Regions from separate parts of the Mus musculus genome. Here region 1 is linked to region 2. A link is a contact called in public promoter capture Hi-C data. All regions are on one chromosome and are shown on one strand. The core of a region is the stretch at or near the end of the contact, and the rest is flanking DNA. Distances in the headings are between cores, read along the strand shown. Region 1 holds the start of C1qtnf6 (C1q and tumor necrosis factor related protein 6). Region 2 holds the start of Csf2rb2 (colony stimulating factor 2 receptor, beta 2, low-affinity (granulocyte-macrophage)).

Region 1 (4,487 bases), core at 1,417-3,916, 220 kb after region 2:
GCCTTTCCCACTACCCACCCCATTAACCTGGGGAATCGGTTGGCTGCACATCATCTATTCCTTAGCTCCTTATACACCCTAGGTCCTGTGTACATGCAGATGGAAGGCAGACAGGGCCTAGGCAAGACCTGCCCTGTTTTCTTCTGTCCCTCCCTCCCCCCTCTCCCTCCCTTGCTCCCTCCCTCCCTTCGTCCTTTCTTCCCTCCCAATTTGGCCCACACCCTGCCCAGTGTGGTAACTCACCCTTTAGGATAGTAATGTTGATGTACGGCCTGACTTCAGGCAGGACATAAGGGGAAACAGGGGCCTGGACCGTATCATCAGAGGACATCAGGTCCTCGGGGTCACAGCATCGTCGACAGCCTTTGGGGAGATGGGAGGCCACAGATTCTCCAAAGGTAGTCTCCTCTGTGGGGACCCCAAACACAAGAGGAAGCAGGAATACTGCCCAGAGGAACCCCAGGCTGGCTATCCCCATGATGACCTGGAAGGAGAGACAGATAGATACATTTGTCTCAGCACCCCCAGATAACACTGCCATGGCAGACCCAGTGTTTCTAGGGGAGTAGGGAAGGACCTCTGGTAACAGAGTCTGGGGCCATCTGGGAAGCAAGCCTGGGGGAGGGCATTAGACTGGCCATCGAGCCTCCTGGTATCTGTCTACTGTGGCCACTGCCACATGGCCTGGGAAGGATGAAGGCCCCGTGGAGACCCTCAGATGGCACAAACCAGGTTCCCAGGCCTTCATTGGGGCACCAAGGAAGATGTCAGATATCCACATGGCTAGCCAGGGAAATGGAGAATGACTCTTTGACCCTCTCATCTCTAAAGGCTGTTTGCTGACCTCGGCTCCCACCACCTCTGGCAAGCACCATAGGAGATGTCAGGAGCTAGGGTCCCTGAGAGCATTGTAGATCCTGCAGGCCACTTCTGCACAGAAGCAAGAGGTCTCCCTCTTGAAGAACAAGGTGTCCCCTTTAGTACAGCATAAGGCTTATTAGCAGGGCTCATCCTTCTGGCATCTCTGTGTTGTTAACAACCCACTCTTGCCCAGGGGCCAAGTGATTCGAAGGTGGTTGTGTCAATCATGACAGGCCTACCAATCAGCCACTGAGGTGGTAAATTGAAATTAAGGGGGGTGAACAGAAAGCACCTGGACATTGAAAGGAATCAGAAATGGGAATGTTCCATCTCGGGCCTTGAATATGATGAGGTCTCCAGTTTCCAGACTAGGGCAGGAAGTAGGCCGGACACCAGAGGAGCTGGCTCGGTGGGCCGGAAGCCTGCAGTGGGCCCTTTGAGGTGGTGACAGGCTCGGGGGCTGGCACTACCCGATGATCACAGATCAGAAACTGCTATTGAAACCAGACTGGTTTTTACACCTCTTGGCGTCTCTTTGTTTATTTCCTTTTTGTTCCTCTTAACATTTAGTACAAATTCAAAAATATTTTTCTGTGGTTAATACAGGCTGAGAAGGTAAAATGATTACTTCTTGAAAGGCTATGAAGAGGGACTATGTTTTAAAGGGACAGAAGCTCAGAGCCTTCTCTCTAGGGATTGGGGTGACAACAGGAGGTGTCTTCATAGACACCCCCTTTCTGGAATGATCATACTGCTGGGGCCTGCTAGTTCTGCTCCACAGGCAGGGAATTCCCTCAGAGACCAACTCCACGCCTATTCTCAACTACAGGTCGCAGCAACACCCCCCCCCCACACACACACACACATACTTTATTCTGACCATAGATGTGCCCACCCTGTGAAGGAAATCCGAATAACTCACAAACACGTGACCTGGTGGTCATGTGACCTAGTGATTGCAGCTTAGCCCCTCTTTCATTCACACAAGCCGCCAACATGTCTTCCTTGCCAGGCAATATGGGCGACTTACACTCGGGGGAAACTGCCCAGTTTGTCAAAGACTTCAAAGTGCCCATTCCTTCCTCTTCCTGTATAGACCTCACTCTAGAGTCTATGGCTTGAAAGGCAAAGAACTTCCGGAGAGTCAGCATGGTTTGGAGACATTTTTGTTTCCTACCGGTCTGGTCCCTTGGGAGTCAGATGCTCAGAGACACAGAACTGGAGCTTTGGGGCAGGAAGCAGGAAGCAGGGCCCTCTCCCTAGAAACAGGACTAACTGCAGCTGGGATCCCTGGCTGGGTGCTAGGAGAGGGGCCAGGCAGTACCAAGTGTGGGGGTCACACCAACCATAGAGGGGTCTTGCCGGTCCCCACCACCTCACCTAAAATGCCAGAGCCTCTTGGTGGGAGGCTGGGCTACCGACCTTATCATCCAGATGGGCGGGGCTTAGTGGCTGGGGGTGGGTGGGTGGTGAGGAAGTCCCTGCAGGGGCAGGTAAACACCAGAAGCAGTGCAGGGTGGCCAGCAGTGCAGGGTGGCAGATCTTCCAAATGAGCTGGCTAGGCGAGAGGGAAAGAGCTATGTGCTTGCCAGAAAGAGGGGAACAGAGGAATCTCAGACTGTGACCCCAACCCCCATCCCAGTCAGAAGAAGAGAGGCCACCAGCCACTCACCCTCATCCTGCGGCCTCAAGCTCAACTCACAGACCCCGGACGGCCTCTGGCTCCTTGGCCCATGTCTGTGATGATAACTTGTTGCAGGCCCGACCCCTAGGCCTACGACTGAGCTAGGAGGGCGGAGGGATGGAGGGAGGGAGGGAGGGAGGAGGGAGCACGCTGAGCTGGCTTCCCAGTCCCCTCCTCCTGCTCCCGCCCCTCCAGCCTGGGGCTCTGCCTCGGAGGTACTGGGAGACTTGGATCTTTAACATCCTTGGGCATCTGTGGCCCTGGCCCAGCGCTGGGGACCTGTTTGAGTCAAATGCCCTGGGAGTTAGACAGGACGAGCATCAAGAGCCTAGAAAGACTCCGCCTGGAAATTGGAGGCTGCACGAGAGGGGGCGGGGCTCTGCATTACTCAGGAAAAGGGAGGCAGCCCGGATCTAGTCTGAGCCCAAGAGCCATCTGCCAAGAGCTACAGAGACTGAGTGGCATGAGCCACTGGTACCCATCCTCCATAGGTATAAATCCTGGTCCTAACACCCAGCAACATGGTCGAGCATTGCCTCTCCTGCCGGAGGTGTTCAGGGATTCTGCCCCTACCATTCATGCTGGACCAAAGATGGCTTATTCCTTCTTCCCCACCTGGAATCCTGCCTTCACTGACTCTCCTAAAGCCAGCTCCCTTACAGAAGTATAACCCCCAACATGTTCAAGGTGGAGCTGGGGGAGGCAGCCTGTGTGCCCTGGGACTAGGCAAAACCCTGCCTCAGTTTCCTCCTGGGCAAACTGGGGAATGTTTAGCAAAGACCACCGCCCTGGCTCCTAGCCCTGGTTTCCTGGAGGTCGGAAACCCTGTGCAATTCCTGTAAAATGTCCCTCACCCTTGGCGACCTGTTATTTCAGTTTTGCTGGATACCTCCTTGCCTGAGCTAGGTTTCACCTCTCTGGGGAACCTTGGTCCTCAAAAGTATTTAGATTTATTATTCCTAGCCCCACCTCCAGCCTCTCTCCAGGTTAGCAGCTAGAGGGTCTTGGCAGTGGTATTACTCTCTAGCCCACTGCTTAGGGGATAGATTTAGGTCTGGGACTTCAATAAAAAATAAAAAAGTATACCAGCCCTATTTCTTAGGGTCCTTGACAGGGCTGTCTCTGGGTTCAGGCTTCCTGGGCATTTAGGCAGACAATCCAACAGCAAGACTAGGCCTGGAACGAGCCTCAGAGATGATCTAATCCCATCCCTTAATCAGGGACATTGTGGCCCAGGGAGATCAAGCCTTTGGTACAAGGTCACATAGCAGAGCGAAATCCAAGTTGAGAGGACGCCAGATTCTTCTAGTCTGGTGCTGCCTCCCAAAATGACTTGGAGTTCTCAGGTCCAGTCAGGAATACATTGGCAGAAGAAAGCAGAGAGGGGGATGATAGCCCTATAAGGGCCACCACAAAGCTCACACTGGCATGGCTCTGTGTGGCCCTGCCGGAGCAGCATTCTTGAGGCACAGAGCCAGACCTGCAGAGAGGCTACCCGCTTCAAGCTGCAGCCACCAGAGCAAAGGGCTGAGTCAGCGGCCCCGGGGGTGGGAACAGCACCAGGCAGTCTCAGATCTCTGGGAAGAAGGCCGGGAAGATGGATGAAAGAAAAGATGGACGGTCAGGGAGAAGCAGGCGAAGGGCACAGTAGTGCAGAAGGCTGTGTGCCTAGCACTGTGCACCCCACTACACTCCGCACCGAACTATACAGGGACAAGGCTGCTCATCCGGCCCTAGCAAACCAGAGGCTGCCGGCTACTGACCTCAGACACGAGGGCGTCCAGGCACATCAGGTAGACTTGAGACATGAAGTCCAGCTCTGGAGTAACAGACAGACTATGGCTCTGTCCCATGTCTTCTTTCTAACTTCATGACATTGGGTAAGTCCCTAATTCCCCGAGTCTTTGGAGGGGAAGCAGGGGCGGGGCTGATATGAAGGTTT
Region 2 (4,489 bases), core at 1,028-3,527:
TAGAATTTTTAAATCGAAGAAGCTGTTTTTTGTGGGCTACTTATTCTGTGGTCAGTGTTACTAAAGAGGCTCAGGATTTGAGGAATTGCTAGAGAAAAGTTCATGACAAAGCATGTAGAGGTCATATAGAGGTCATTAGAGGTCACACAGAAAGCAGCTGAGGAGAGGCCTTAGACACATGGAACTGAGCAATGCCATCATGAACCCTGGTCAAGAGGGTCTAGACCAGTGGCTCCCAACCTTCCTAATGCTGTGACCTCTTAACACAGTTCCTTATGCTGTGGTGACCCACAACCTTAACATTATTTTATTGCTACTTCAGTCTTTTGATACGGTTCTGAGTCATGATGTAAATATCTGATCTGCTAGACATCTGACAGGAGGCTGCCTAGGGGTCCCGACCCACAGGTTGAGAACCATTGTCTAGAGGACTGGCAGCAAGGGAGACAAGCACCCTGTGGCACTCAGGTCCCTTCCTGAGTGGCCAGACCAGAAGTAGTAAGGAAAGATGGCAAACAGGTATCTCTGTACTCAGCATGTCTGGGTGAAGGGACAGTCCCAGGCCCATGCAACATGTGACTTACGACAATTTCCAGTATAGACAGGCAGGAGATCCTCGAAGATCCCGGAGAGTCACCAGGGGAAGAGAGAGGTCTAGGGTTAGATGCAGAGGCAGCAGAGCAAGTGAGGAAGAGCCTTACAGGACAGCCTTCTGGTTCCAGTACGGACATTAGGTTCCAGCTAAAGATTTGTTAGAGCCAGTAGTAGGATATGGTCTGAAGCTGTAATTCAGTCCATGAGGACAGAGAAGGAGTCTTCTTTTAAAGCTTTTAAGAAAGAGGTAAGGAGAGGGGAGATGCTGCTACAGAGATGTGGATGAAGATCCAATTCATTGGGCGATAAGGTTCAAAGGCCCTATGTGCTGTGCGGGAGCAGAGGCAGGGGCCTGAACCTCAGGCAAATTCTTTACTTAACAGGTCACAGAGATTTCTGTCAAACAATGGCTAATGCATGATCTCTGGAATACAGCATGTGGAATATATGAACAGGTTAGTTTATGATCTGTGAGACATGACAGTGATCTGTCAGCAGAGGGGTTGTCTGTGCCCCTGTCTGGGAGGGACTGGTCCCTAGCTATATGATGAGACACCTACCTGCTGGTACACTAGGTACAGAAGCGACACATCTGGACCTAAATCATCTGTGGTGATTTCAGAGCACAGTATGGTGTGTGTGTGTGTGTGTGTGTGTGTGTGTGTGTGTGTGTGTGTGTGTGTGTGTGTGTGCGTGTGCGTGTGTGTGTGTGTGTCTGTATGTCTGTCTGTCTGTCTGTGTGTGTGTGTGTGTGTGTGTGTGTGTGTGTGTGTGTGTGTAAGAGAAAGAGACACAGAGAGAGACAGACAGACAGAGAAAGAGAGGTACAGAAAAAGAAAAATTAGGGAGACAGAAACACTCACATAGAGACAGAAACAGAGACAGAGACAGAGAGACAGAAACACATACACACATACATACACACACAGAGGTGGGTAATTTGGTATGTCTCTGGCACTTCCCAAATGAGCTTGCCAAATACACCCAGTACCAAGGGAGGTTCTACATCTCTGGCTCTGTCCCCAACACTTCTTCATTCTTGTAGGTAATTTTCTCTACCCTCTCTCTTTCTCTGCCCTTCTTCCATTTCTCATTGAAGACAGAGAGAGCTATGTCTCCCACTCACCTTGTCCCACAGATGTGTGACCAGAAACTCAGGATAGGGACTGAAGTAACATATGGGTGGCAAAGTTAGAAGGAACACAGTAGTTAGCCCCACATAGAGCTTTCAGGGAGTCCTCCCTGCCACCAGGCCTCCAGTGATAAAGCTGTGTCCTCCCAGAACCCCAGAATCGCAGAGCCCCAGAGAACATCCTAACCGTACCTCTTCCAGAGCCCTGACTTTGTTCCCCGCTCCAATGTTCCGGCATGCCCCTCCTCTACTCACTGACTTGGAGTCTGAGACCTAGTCTTTCTAGAGAGATCAAGTTTGAGGAATATGCTACCCCAGCCCTGTCTTATGCTGTCCTTTTCCACCCTGGAGACCCTCACAGCCCCTGCTTTGCGCCCATCCTTAGCTCCGTATCAGGAAGCCACTTACCTCTGTGCTTGGGCGACAGGCAGCCTCCTTCGGGAGCCTCCAAGTGCCAGTGAGCTGCAGGCTCTTCCTATTTATTTGTGCCCCATCTGGAGGAAACAGAGAGCAGATTGAGGAAGTTGCCAGTGCCCTTTCACAAGCAGCTTTGCTTGCTTCTCAGAATTGTGGACACTAGCCTCTGATAAGACTCACGACATTTAGTTCTGCCAGAGTAGCTCGATCCCCACCATCTCCACATCAGCTCTCATGTGCCCTTCAGGTCTCAGCCTGGAATGGCCTCCTCCACACCCACCTCCCTGACTTCTCTGGAGGAAGCAGACACAGAGGGCAATAACCACCTCCCTGCGAGTGTGTGCCCAGAGCCAGGTAGAGCTGGGGTGGACTTGGAGGGCACCACTTCTCAGCATGTGGCCTTATGCAAATCAGCTACAGGTGGCCTCATAAAGCCTTGGGAACTCTTGGGGTATTTTTCTAGAAGGACCTAAAATCCAGAAGGGTTTTTGAGGGTTATGCTTTTGTCATGGAAAACCTAAGTTGACAACAGTCAGTAGGCAGTGGGAGCAGTCTTGATCCCTGGCTGTCAGCTTTGGCTTTCCCTTCTCTGTCCTGCCCTAGAGTCCCTGTCATCTTCTCCCATCTTGCAATCAGAGCAAGTGATGTTTTGTGTCTGTTCTCCTCCCCCAGTGCCCAGCCATAGCTCAGAGATGGTTTTCATGACTGGATGTATAGTGAATGAATGAATGAATGAAAAAATGAATAACTTGAGGCTGCTGGGGTTAAGAGGAGGGAAGTAAGACACTCCCTCAGGAAAAAAGTCAATGGGGACACCAAAACCCTGTCATAGGCATGAGTAATTTTTTTAATATGGTAAAAATACAAGCAAATAAGCGTAAAAATATAAGGGATGAAATGTCAGCCTTTTTTTAAAAAAAAGGTAGCTTTTTTTATGCATGAGACATTTCTTATCTCCCAATACAGAGCTACAGATGCAGGAGACCAGACAGTAGGAGAAGTGCCCCTGGGCACGGGGACAGCAGTCAGTTCCAGATGAACAGAAACCTTCCACCAACCTCGGCCTGATTCTATTCTCAGAGATCAGTGTGCCCGAATCTTATACTTCTAATCCACAACACTGCAGATCCTCATGTCCAGACACCAATGGGTTTGTTTTTACTTCATATTTTCTTTTATTCAACAGAAAACGAAAGTCAAGAAGTTCGGTGGCTGACTTGTCGCGAGGGGTGCAATCCATGGGGCACATGGCAGGTGTCTTGGTTCACAATGGTGTTCACTAGGTACTTAGTCAATCCTTTCTCCCCGTGCAGTAGCTATGTCATAGTCATGGCAGCAAACGACACAGAGTATGAATTGTGTGGTACCTATGAGAGGCTCTCATGGAACACGGGATACCCACACAAGGCAGGTGGTCTCTGTCTGATAACTGGATCCACTGTCCTATGTGGCCTTGAAATTCAGAGAGATTAGTGTCTCCTCACACATTGCATAACTATTTCTCCAAATATCTTACTGTTTGAGGAAATTGACACATCATCCAGACAGCCCTTGAAATCAATGCATAAATGATCATGTCCACCATCCCCACCTACACGGGACACCCCGGACATGTAAAACTGACAAGAAATCCTTGATCCTCAGATCATACAGCAGGAACAACATGTCTTGTTGGACAACCTACTACTCTTTGGGAATCAGTGTCACACTAGGGATCAATAGGGTCCTTGTCACCAACCTCCTGCTCCTTCCTTTAAACACCCATTGCTTTCTTAACACAGACTGTCCCCAGGTAAATGTACCCTTGTCCTAAGAGATCCATTCTCACTCAATTTCAGATCTCAACTCAAAGTGAAAATGAACACAGGCTAGCATGCCAAAAGGCCATTAAGAAGGACTTCCCTCATAATGGCATTGGTAAGGTATGACTAAGCTATCCAAATGTTTGCATGTCACCTTTTAAATTGGATATCCCTGGCTTATTTATGTAGTGTGTCCTGTGATTTGCATATTAGAGCCTTGGAAACAGTACCTGTCTTAAAGCAATAGATACACATAACACCCCTACCATATATTCCCTCAGCCTAGAGTCTCCTAAGAAAGCAGTCTCAAGTGAGGACTTGTCCACATGAGATGGGGTTGTCTTGACTGTTTCTAGGCTTGAGATAGCATCTCCCTATGCAGCCCTGGATGGCCTCAAACTCACAGAGATCAGCTTGCCTGTGCCTCCAAAAGGCATGAGCAACCACAGAAGTTGTCTTGATTGCTTATTGATGTAGGAGGGCCCCGCCTACTGTGGGCGGTACCATTCCCTAGGTATGTGATCTTGAGCTGTATAAGACAGTT

The links. Capture Hi-C pulls out chosen DNA fragments and counts their contacts.
Region 1: a contact with region 2 is called in a promoter capture Hi-C map of adipose tissue. The contact joins the promoter of C1qtnf6 here to the promoter of Csf2rb2 in region 2.

Annotation. Positions count from the first base shown.
Region 1 is chr15:78,526,985-78,531,471 of GRCm38.p6, forward strand. It overlaps C1qtnf6 (C1q and tumor necrosis factor related protein 6), which reads right to left and starts at 2,667. Exons shown (of 3, transcript NM_028331.5): 1 at 2,534-2,667; 2 at 244-484. The coding sequence starts at 2,539.
Region 2 is chr15:78,303,444-78,307,932 of GRCm38.p6, forward strand. Csf2rb2 (colony stimulating factor 2 receptor, beta 2, low-affinity (granulocyte-macrophage)) reads right to left here and starts at 2,278. Exons shown (of 14, transcript NM_007781.3): 1 at 2,135-2,278.